Linked DNA regions of Mus musculus: region 2 is linked to region 1. Evidence: chromatin contacts called from public HiChIP or PLAC-seq data. All regions are on one chromosome and are shown on one strand. Each heading gives the region's core, a stretch centred on a gene start, on an enhancer-like site or on the middle of the called end of the contact. The rest is flanking DNA. Distances are from core to core; before and after follow the strand shown. Region 1 holds the start of Degs1 (delta(4)-desaturase, sphingolipid 1). Region 2 has its middle 25 kb from the start of Trp53bp2.

Region 1 (5,217 bases), core at 999-3,498:
AGAGTTCTGCATCTTGTTCTGAAGGCAAGCAAGAGAAGATTGACCTCCAGGCAGCTACCAGGAAGGTCTTTCAAAGCCCACCCCTCACAGTGACATACTTCCTCTAACAAAGCCACACCTACTCCTACAAGGCCACACCTCCTAATAGTGCCACTCCCTGGGCCAAACATATTCAAACTACAACAGTGCACCAACAATTTCTTTGGTGATACTTACAGGAACATGAGTATCACCGGCATCACCAAACACCCAACTCCAGTGTGAGCTTGCATGGCTGGAGTCTGTTGCCCAACCTGCAGGCCGCTATACCCCTAAAGAGCCTTCGTTGCTCCAGGCCCTAGGCATATGTGTGTCAGTCAGAGGCCCTGTCATGGACAGAATTCACTTTCTGCTCCAGCCTTTTACAGTTTTAGGCAGTACCATAGCATAGCACAACACAATATAGCTAGAATATGTATTTTACTTCAGTTGTCTTATTTTCTCCTTTAGTGTGAACCTCTGGGAGAAAAGCACTATTATAAAAAATCATAGGGGTTTTGGGTTTTTTTCTTTTTATTATTTATTTGTTTAATTTATTTATTTGGTGGTGGTGGGTTTTGAACCCAGCATCTTACTGGGCACTTTATCATTGAACTCTGTCTCAAGTCTTTTATCTGTGTTGGGTGTGTGTATATGGAGGAGGCTGGGTTTTATCGGTGCACTTGCTCTGTAACCAAGGCAATCCTGGAACTTGTGATCTCTGCCTTAGGCTTCTGCTCAGTTGGGATCACACACAACTGGGCTAACATGCCCGGCAAGAATTTCTTAATACCTTCACCTACCCAGATGATACTTTAATTAAATAGCATCACATCAGGGGCTAGAGAGATGGTTCCGTATTTGAAGAGTTCCTACTGCTCTTGCAGAGTTCAGTTTCCAGCACCCATGGAAGGTGGGGTGTCTTTCAACGGCATGTAACTCAGCTCCAAGGGATCTGACACCCTTTTCTGGCCTCTGAAAGCAACTGCACCCAGATAGATAGATCTTTAAATAACATCACATCATTTTAACCCTTCAGAATAAATAAGACTGATACATCACAGCTGGCTAGTTTATCCTTTAAGTCCCTGTTAATTTGTTGGTTTTTTTTTTCTCCTTTATTAGAGAACACAAAATTCCCATATCGTTTCCTACAGTGAGATCTTGCTGATGGTATCCCATAGTTTAGCAGATTCCTCTGTAGTTTGTAGTTTTCTATACATGAGCAGTTGTACTTCCAAGACTTGTCAGACTTGGATGTCTGTCTCTCTGTGTCCCCACCTCTCCCGTTGTGGTATGCATGTGCAGTGGTGTGTGTCTGTGTCTGATTTATACTCATGACCACTTGGCTTCTTTAGGAAAGTCATCTGGTCTGCTAATCCCTAATCCTGTAATCTTAATCTTAATTAGCAGTTCCTTTCACTTCCAGGCTCCACGGAGAAGCCAGGGCTCTTAGTCCATCCACCTGCTCGGCCCGTGCTCCAACTCTGTGCCACACCTCTAATCCCTAAACCTCGTAAGTGAAGAAATGATAGGCATTTTGAAATCAAATCTCCCCTGCCTCCCACAGGAAGTTGCGGGTGATCACTTCTGTGACACGGGAAGATGCATGATTGAGCAACCATTAGTGTAGGGAAACATCAGAACCACCAACTCCACCCCATCTCTCCCTTCCCTTTTCTTTACTGCATTGTTCAGACAAGTCTGAAATTCCACTGGGAGGCAAGGGCAGGCCCACCGGCTGGAGGATAACCTAGGCTAGGTAGTGAGAACCTACTTCAAGAAACAAAAGCAAACATATGGGGCGGGAGGGGTGAGGAGGGGCGAAGACGGGAGAGAGGGGAGAGAAAAGCAAAGAGAAAAAAAAAACTTTTTTAAAAATTAGATTTTAGTTGCCACACACTCCAAATCTCTGGAGGTTTTAGTTCCAGAAGGCAACCAAACAGGGCTCGACAGATAATTTGCTATTAAAAGTTAAGCGAAATATGGGCTCGTTGCCACTTAATCAAAGCCAGTGATCTTCCGAACTCAAGGAGAGGTAGCCACCCCATGTACTCCACCCACTGAGGCGCTAAAGCGAGAGCCTTATCCAGCCGCAAATCTTTCCTTCTCTTTTCACCTTTTCCCAGGCTTCGTGAGCCTACAAGGTTCTTGGCTGCCGACCCAGGTCCCGCCCATCGCCTCCCACGAGGGGCGTGGTCATTGCGGGGCGTGGCCTGAGGCCCCGCCTCTGCCCGCGTCCCCGCGGCTTATCGACTAGAGCCGGGCCTCGAGCTGCCGCCGTCCGGACACGAGCCGGAGGCAGAGCGGGTCCACAGGCCGCAGCCATGGGTAGCCGCGTGTCCCGAGAGGAGTTCGAATGGGTCTACACGGACCAGCCCCACGCCGCCCGGCGCAAGGAGATCTTAGGTGAAGACTGGACCCCGTTATGTGCGCGTGGCCGCGTGCGGGCCCTGAGCGGCCTCCCGTGCGCGCCGTGCGAGCGCGGCCTCCGCGGCCCCTTCCAGCCGCTCCGCTGCTTGGCCGCCGGCGCGGGCTCCGGGCGGGCGGGAGAACCGAGGGATGAGGGATCAGCGCGCCGCCGCTCGCTGCTAGCCCTTCGATGGTCATGTGTTGGAGGCCTCCGCCGGCCTGTGAGCTGAGGGTCCCCAGGTAGGGCGATCCGGACTCGCCCCTCCTGCTCCGACAGTCGAGGGTGACCCCCGCTCCTGGTGGAGCGGTAGGCTCGAGCCCGGACGCCTGCTTGGCTCAGGGCGTGGTCCAGGGGCATCCCCGGCCCCGGGAGCCTCAATCACGTGGTCCAGTCAGCTGCAGGCCTAGCGGGGGACCAGGTTCGGGTGACCCTAGGCTTCCCAGACCGGATGGCTCCTGTGAGTTTTTATTCCAGTGATCTGCGGGACCGGCTGCATAGGAAAGGCGCGCAGCTTAGCCTCCCGGACCTTAGGACAGGCTAGGCCTGATTTAGGAGAGTATGGGGGGCGGAGGGGGGGTTTCCACGTGAGATAGAGAGGTCTCTTATCCCACGTAGGCTGCTCTTAAGAATAAGGACAAATTGTTGGGTATGAGCTTTGCATATATGAACCAGTTCAATTTTTCCTTTCCAGTACTTTGCCTGAGCCGGCATTTTAAAAGATGAAGTAATGTTTAAGAAGATTCCAACATCTTCATAATTAGACTGCAGCCAAAGAGTCTGCCTTTTTTCTTTTCTTGGTGCTAGATATAGAAAGTTGTTTTAGTTTGTTTGTTTTGATTTAATTGAGAGAATCAATGAAAGGCCTTTTAATATGAGGAACTGCCTCATATCCACCATTTTCACACTCTTTCTTAAAAATATTTGCCTAATGGGGGAGGGGGCGGCGAGGCCCTGGTTTCTGCAGTAGTTGCTAAACTTAGACATTACTTGTTTCGCAAATCAGAGTGACTAGCTGCCGTTCAAATGGACTTTATTTTTCTAGTGGAATTCACGTTCAGGGGATCCCTGGTGCTAGTAAGTTCTCTACCATTGAGCTGCACCCCTGACTTCTGACCTGGAACTTAAATTGAGTGAGCCTCAGTCATTATCACCAGCTGTGCTGTCAGGTGCTTTGGGCTCTGGGGTTTCCGTATAGTCATTGCCTCTGCCTCATTACGGTGATAAATGTCTGCTGCTCCAGGGAGGGAGGGAGGCCTTTGGCTGCTGGCTTATCGGTGCTCACCGGTGCTTTTGGGTGTGTGGGGAGGGGGGAAGGGGGAGGTGTCTGGTGAAATCATGCCAGAGGGGTTTGAAGGAAAAAAGCTGATCCCCCTCATGTCAGCCTGGAAGCTGGGGGGCAAATGGAAACGTCCTTTGGGGCCTGCTTTCAGTGCACACCTCCTCCTATGCCTTTTATTCTGAGTCCTTTGAGGGGTTAATATGTTGATAAGGTCAGAACATTCAGGATCCTCACTGTGACCAGATCTGCCAGCTGGGGTCCAACCCTTTAATATGTGCGGTGATACCACATTTTGCTTAACATTCCTTTGATAGACATTTGAGCTGATACCCCCTCTCAGCTGTTTTTAATAGTGTTCCTTTGAATGTTCATGTACAGGGCATGGATTCGTTTTCGTTTGGGGGTTGCTGGCCGTTCTTTCTTTAGCATTTTGGTTGAATGTCAGACAGTCTAAACCATTTTACATACTCATCAGGCAGTGTATGAAGATTCTGGTTTCTCCACAACCTAGTTGTTACCTGCCTTTGGGTACGTGGGCGTGTGGGTGTGCCCCCACAAGTGCATGTGCGTGCACACACGCCACAGTGTGCACTGTGGCTGTCAGGAGTGTGCTGTCTTTCCATCTCGTCCTCTCTTGTTTCTGCCTCTGCTGGGCATGCCAGGCTCGCTGGCTTGAAAGCTCACGTGGCTAAGCTCTTGCTCGTCTCAGCACTTAACCTCTCCTCTGGTGATATGAGGCCCTTAGACTATTGGGTTTGGGGAGTTTGTTTTTGCCTTGTTTCCTTTTCTGAGACAGGATCTTACCATGTAGTCCAGACTGGCCTGGAATTTACTAACTACCTCAGCCTCCTGAGGGCTGAGGTTATGTGTGTCACGATGCCCAGGTGTTTTTTTTAAAGTGTGGTGAAGATTCAAAACAGAATTCCCTGGAGGAAGCTTGGTCCAAAAGAACCGTGGAAATGAGAGTTTTTGTGATTTAGAGATCCTATGGAACAAATGTTACGTTCTTTCCTGTGTCAGCTGAGCTAACTTCATGGTTATATACGGTAAACGTGCCAGAGCTTGGCTTACAGAGATGGCTCAGTGGCTAAGGGCACAAGAGCACTTGTTGGCTCTGGCAGAGGACACAGGCTCAGTTCCCAGTGGTACATGGTTGCGCACAACTAACTGTAACCAGCTCTAGGGGGATTCCATTCCCTCTTCCGATCTCTGCAGGCACCAAAGCACCACATGGCTCACAAACATACATGCAGGCAGAACACTCAAACATATAAAGTAAATAAATAATCAAATAAATCTTAAAAGAAAATATGTGCAGGCTTTGTCTAAACGTAAACGTAATTCTTTTAGTGTAAAAGAATGTGGACTGTCCAGATTAATTCTTCGTGCATAAACTGTTGTATCATGCTATTTTGTGACTTCATTACCAGAACATAGTCTTTCCCTTTAGAAAATAAATATCTCATAAAGTCTGTCAGGGGGAGAATTATAACTTAGAAAAGGGAAA
Region 2 (5,217 bases), core at 1,868-4,367, 100 kb before region 1:
TTGCTCCAAAGAGCCTTTCTATACAGATTCACTTCCCCCGTATCCTTTCTTTTCTACTACCTCTGGTGGGTGGTGGGCTAGAAGGGAGGTTAAAGCATTTAAGAGCCATCATTAAAAATAAGGTTTGAAAAAAATTAAAGGATACAGTCTATACCTGCAAACTGTAAGTCAAACTAATTAAATCATTCCTTCCTTAAGTTGTTGTTGTGTGTGTGTTTTTCCTTTTTTTTGTCTTGCATTTGGTCAAAGCACTGAGATAAGTGACGAGTAGAATAATAATTCCTATTCTATGCTTGTTATCTCCTATCCTTTGTCATAAGCTATTAAGTTATAGTTATCAATTACTCTTGGTGTATAGGAAAGAGGAGCACAAAATACAGCTATTTTGTTTGTTGAAGTATAATATTTTTTAGAATGTCATATATGCGAACAATGTATTTTGATAATCTCCCCCGACTCCTCCCCCTAGCTCTTCCCTGCTCCACCTCCCACCCCATTCCAACTCATACCCCTCCTTTTAGCTCACTGGTGCCAATTTATGCTACCCACTTTTCATAAGTGTGGGGCCGTCTACTGAAGTGTGGTCAGCTGACTCTCAGTCCCCTAGAAGTCATCAAGTCTTCACAGTTCCCCAACTAGAAGCAGAGCTCGTGTAAACTATCTCAGTGTGCAGCTCTCGTGCCAACAACCTCAGCTGCTGTGAGTTTGTGAGTGGAGCAGTCTCATCCCGTCCTGAAGGCGTGCTTTCACTCTGGCCCTTCCCCATCTCTGTCTCTTAGTCTCTCGGTCCCGTCTTCTGAAATGGTCTCCTGAGCCTTGGGGGTAGGGAGCAGATACAGATGTCCCATGTGTGCTGAGCGCTCCTTGGACACTTATTCTCTCTCTGCTTTGACAAGGTATGAGTTTCTGTTAGAAGCCACTGTTCACTGCACAAAAGAAACTTCTCTGATGAGGCCCAAGAGCTGCACTAACCTACGGGTATAGAAACTGGATTATAGAAGGCAGTTTGAGACTTTGTCCATTTGGCAGAATGATAGTTGTCAGGTTCATCCCTGGAATCTATGAACTTCCCAACCATGGGCTCTAGGCCAGATGTACAGTAGGTATGTATTTCCTCCTGTGAGACAGGCCTTAAATCCAATTGGAGAACATTGGTTATCCTCATAACCTTCATGCCACCATTGCTTCCCTGGGCATATCTCGCCATGTTGGTCATTATGGTGAATCACAGGGTTTATACTTGGATGAGACTGTACATGACTCTTTTGTCCCAACTGCTGGAACCTTCTGGTACTCTGAGCACTGAGGAGCAGGAAGGAGGCTGCTCCTGGTAGGTAACAACTTGATCTCTCCATGTCCTGTGGCCAAAGTGTGTGGTGTCTTTAGCATTAGGGTCTTACCATCAGATGGACAACCAATAGCAATAGCCTGTACCATTTGGGGGTGCACCCAGGATACTCTTGACCCACAACTCATGGGGGAGTATCCCATACCTGAGACTGGCCTTTTGTTTGACAACCTATGGAATCTGAGAAGAACATTATTGTCTATATAGGGCAACATCAACTGAGCTCTTTAAATTTTGTAAAATGGATGCACACATAAGGTAGAAAGAACACGAAGCTTTTGTCTTCCTATGTTTAGGTTACGATCTTAGTGTGTAGCTCTCCATATAATGGTTTCCAGATTACCTACCTACCTACCTACCTGAAAATTTCATTTTTCTTTACAGATCAGTAAAACTCCATTGCATCTGGGTACCACACTGTCGTTATCCATCATCAGTTGATTGACATCTTTAATCTACAGTTCTTAAAATATCTTATACCCACATAGGCCTAATGGAGACTTGTGTTTGGTGGTCATAGACTCAGGTCCTTGTACTGGCTGGTCTTGTGTGTCAACTTGACACAGGCTGGAGTTATCACAGAGAAAGGACCTTCCGTTGAGACAACGCCTCCATGAGATCCAGCTGTAAGGCATTTTCTCAATTAGTGATCAAGGGTGGGAGGGCTCATTGAGGGTGGTGCCATCTCTGGGCTGGTAGTCTTGGTTCTATAAGAGAGCAAGCTGAGCAAGCCAGGGAAAGCAAGCCAGTAGTTAACACCCCTCCATGGCCTCTGCATCAGCTCCTGCTTCCTGACCTGCTTAAGTTCCAGTCCTGACTTCCTTCAGTGATGAACAGCAGTGTGGAAGTGTAAGCTGAATAAACCCTTTCCTCCCCAACTTGCTTCTTGGTCATGATGTTCATGCAGGAATAGAAACCCTGACTAAGACAGTCCTCTACCCAGAGGCATCCATGTCCCATGACTGGTGACATTGCTCACAGCTAATGTGTTCAGTCTACTAGAACTAAAGCCAACCTCCCTGTCTTGTAGGAATGTGCATGGCCTACCCTATACTCCCTTCTGCACAACAGCAACAAGAGCACAGAGCCATGTTTTCTGCATTCGCAGTGGTGCTACAGTCTTAGGATAAAATGCATAGCATCAAAGTGAAAACACATTCAGGACCCAAGACTCCAAAAGGCAGAGCTGAAAAAGGGGGCCTCAAGACTTGTCAGAGCTGCTAGCCCTCTGAAAACTAGCAAGGCCACTCAGTCTTCCAAGTAGCACCGGCTTCGGTTACTGGCCGCTTGGGAATTATCAAACACGTGCATAATATCATTTTATGTTAATAATAAATTCTCACAGTTCCATGAAGTAGTTTTATGTCCATTTTACAGAGGGGGAGGAAAACCCCAAAGTCTTACAAAGCAAAGTAACCTGAGCTAAGTAAATGGAAAATGGAGGAGCTGTAATTAAAACCCAGTCTGATTAACTGCAAATCCCACTGTCCCCTACTGTTTAATCCTGACCTACTTGGGGGCTCACAGCTGAAGAACAATGGGCATCAGAGCCCAGGGCAGCATTCTTCCCTCTCGGTCAACAGACCTATTCTCCTACCCTCATGATAGCATGGGGGCTCTATGCTTGTTTACGGGAAGAACAGCCATGAGGTTTGCTGCAACCCTTGTGGATCAATACCAAGATAATTATAAAACGAGAGCACGAAGTGTGACGCTGCCGCCCAGCTCCACCCAGTATTACGTTTCCTAAGATGACTCATCCTGCCTGGTCCACACCCTGTGCCAACCTAACAACAACCCTGAAGGCTTCATTTGCCCTGAGTGGTGTCTGCTTCCACCCTCTGGGATTTCGACTTGAAAGACCGCCTGCCTCACTGTCCTCAAGTCACAAGCTCAGTCTCTGGTGCTTGTAAGGATTTGAAAGGAGAGCTCTGCTGTGTGGCTTATATAAAGTTTTGTAAGAACACACACACAAACACACACACAGACACATATATGCATCTGCACATGTGCACACACACACAGGCACACATACACAGGAACAGGCCCACACCCGAAACCTGGCATGATGGGAAAGAAGTTTCAGAAGCTAACAGCTGATGATTCACATTGGAAGCCGTGATCAAGGGAATATCCCAACCCATTCCATGTTCCTTCTGTGAAAAGAGAAATTGGAAAACGGCAGAACGGAACATGTGGTGTGCTACAGGAGTCTACAGCTCCAGAATGTTCCATCCATATAACTTCCCCTGTTATACTGAAGCTGCAGGTAACAGCCAGGGCCATGGAGAAAAGGGATCTGGTTGATTTCCCAACATGATAAGTGCCTGACTAGCCAACTTGAAAAATCTCAAAGCAGAAGCCCTTGAATTGATCACGAGAAGCAGCTGAGACAATGATCTGCTCCTCCAATCCTGAACATTTTGACTCTGTCATCTGCCAGGCTAACAGAAATCGTCGTCTTTGATTGTGACATTGATCAGTGATGGCAAAGCCATGGGAAGGAAGAATGTGTCTGTTGTGACTTTCCCTGGGACGACGTGAACGAATCTCTGTGGTAGGGCATGGGTAACAGACTGAAGACGCAATTCCTCCCAAGTCTAGGTGGATCATTGAGCTTACAGGGGTCACTCACAAGAGTATGGGTGACTTAAGGTAGCCACTGTGAGCTGCATCTCCGGACCTTCCTGCCCACCTTGCAGGTACTTCCATTGCCACAGATCCCTCGCCCTGAGACCGTCCTCTGCTTTTACAGACTCAGGGCAGAGGACTTCTAGAAAGTCTCCTTAGCTTTCTGAATCTTAGCTCCTTCTTCTCTTCTTCCCTCCAAAATGAAGTGTTTCGGTTTGGCAAAAAGGGACACAAGTGTCAGAGGTCTGTGCTGGGTTGGGAGATTGGTGCAAGGAGACAAAAGCGGCCCATATCCTGTAGCCCCATCCAAGACCCAAGAGCTTCCCTCAGCTCATCAGAAAGCGTAGCCATTGAAGAAGCATTTTCTGACAAAAAGAGCGTCTTCATTGGGCTTCATAGGAACTTGGGTGACGTCTACTGCCTGTCATGGTGCTCTCTCCATCAGGGTACTGTGTTTAGGGAAGAGATTTCTGACTGCCAGAATGATTAGACCAGTCAGCCTTCACTCTAGAAATGTTGGCGGTATATCTCCAAGGGACGTGGATTAGAGGTCTAGATGTTCCAGTCCCTGGACAGAGAAACCTTTCCTGTAAACTATTCTTCTGGGATTTTCATAATGCTCAAGTCCACTGTCAGCATGGCAGGCATGAACCAGATATGAGCAAGTCCAGGCCTTAAACCAGAAAATTCAAAGGTCATGGGGCTGGAGAGATGGCTTAGTGGTTAAGAGCACTGGCTGCTCTTCCAGAGGACCAAGGTTCAATTCCCAGTAACCACATGGCGGCTCTCAACCATCTGTTGTTACTCCAGTTCTAGGGAATCCGTGCCCTCTTCTGACCTCTGCAGGTACTGCAATGCCTGTGGGACACAGACAGACATCTAGGCAAGCACTCACATAAAACCAAAATCTCAAAAAAATGTTTTAAAGGCTCAAAGGCTGACCTAGGGTCTTTAACTCAAAGGCCACTCTGAGGTGCTAAATATGTAACCCACTGGGGTGACAACCCCTCAAAAAAGGCCCTTTACCGATCAGGATGATTAGAAATCACATGTGTGTTAGTCTGTAAAGGCCTTACTTAGAAACAATTTTTGAGTATATGGTTGCCTACACAGTTTCTTTCTGCTACCTATGATGATGCTAGCTCATAGCTGACAGAGAATATGCATATTTCCTATCTTCCCCCTGCTTTGTCATCCATTTTCTTCTCTGCATCAGGCCCCAGATGTGGGAGCTCATG

What was found. HiChIP or PLAC-seq counts read pairs in DNA pulled down with a chosen protein or histone mark.
Region 2: an HNF4G HiChIP or PLAC-seq map of pancreatic cancer cells shows a contact between it and region 1. The contact joins the enhancer-like site here to the promoter of Degs1 in region 1. A contact is called at or near these places in 1 of 39 promoter capture datasets (the C10 cell line), 1 of 15 datasets of contacts at CTCF or cohesin (CD8 T cells), 2 of 484 Hi-C or Micro-C datasets (the G1E-ER4 cell line and nephron progenitors), 4 of 115 datasets of contacts at active chromatin or transcription factors (the SCID.adh cell line, bone marrow-derived macrophages, effector CD8 T cells and 1 more) and 1 of 9 other capture datasets (adipose tissue).

What each region holds. Positions count from the first base shown.
Region 1 is chr1:182,279,832-182,285,048 of GRCm38.p6, reverse strand. It overlaps Degs1 (delta(4)-desaturase, sphingolipid 1), which reads left to right and starts at 2,248. Exons shown (of 3, transcript NM_007853.5): 1 at 2,248-2,427. The coding sequence starts at 2,346.
Region 2 is chr1:182,381,126-182,386,342 of GRCm38.p6, reverse strand. No RefSeq gene overlaps it. Among named protein-coding and RNA genes, the nearest start is that of Trp53bp2, 25 kb to the left of the region's middle. Within about 2 kb of position 3,117, at least 52 of the 459 cell types and tissues checked have an H3K27ac peak or open chromatin away from gene starts, as enhancers often do. A contact at or near this core is called in the G1E-ER4 cell line, adipose tissue, effector CD8 T cells and 1 more, where this site is marked.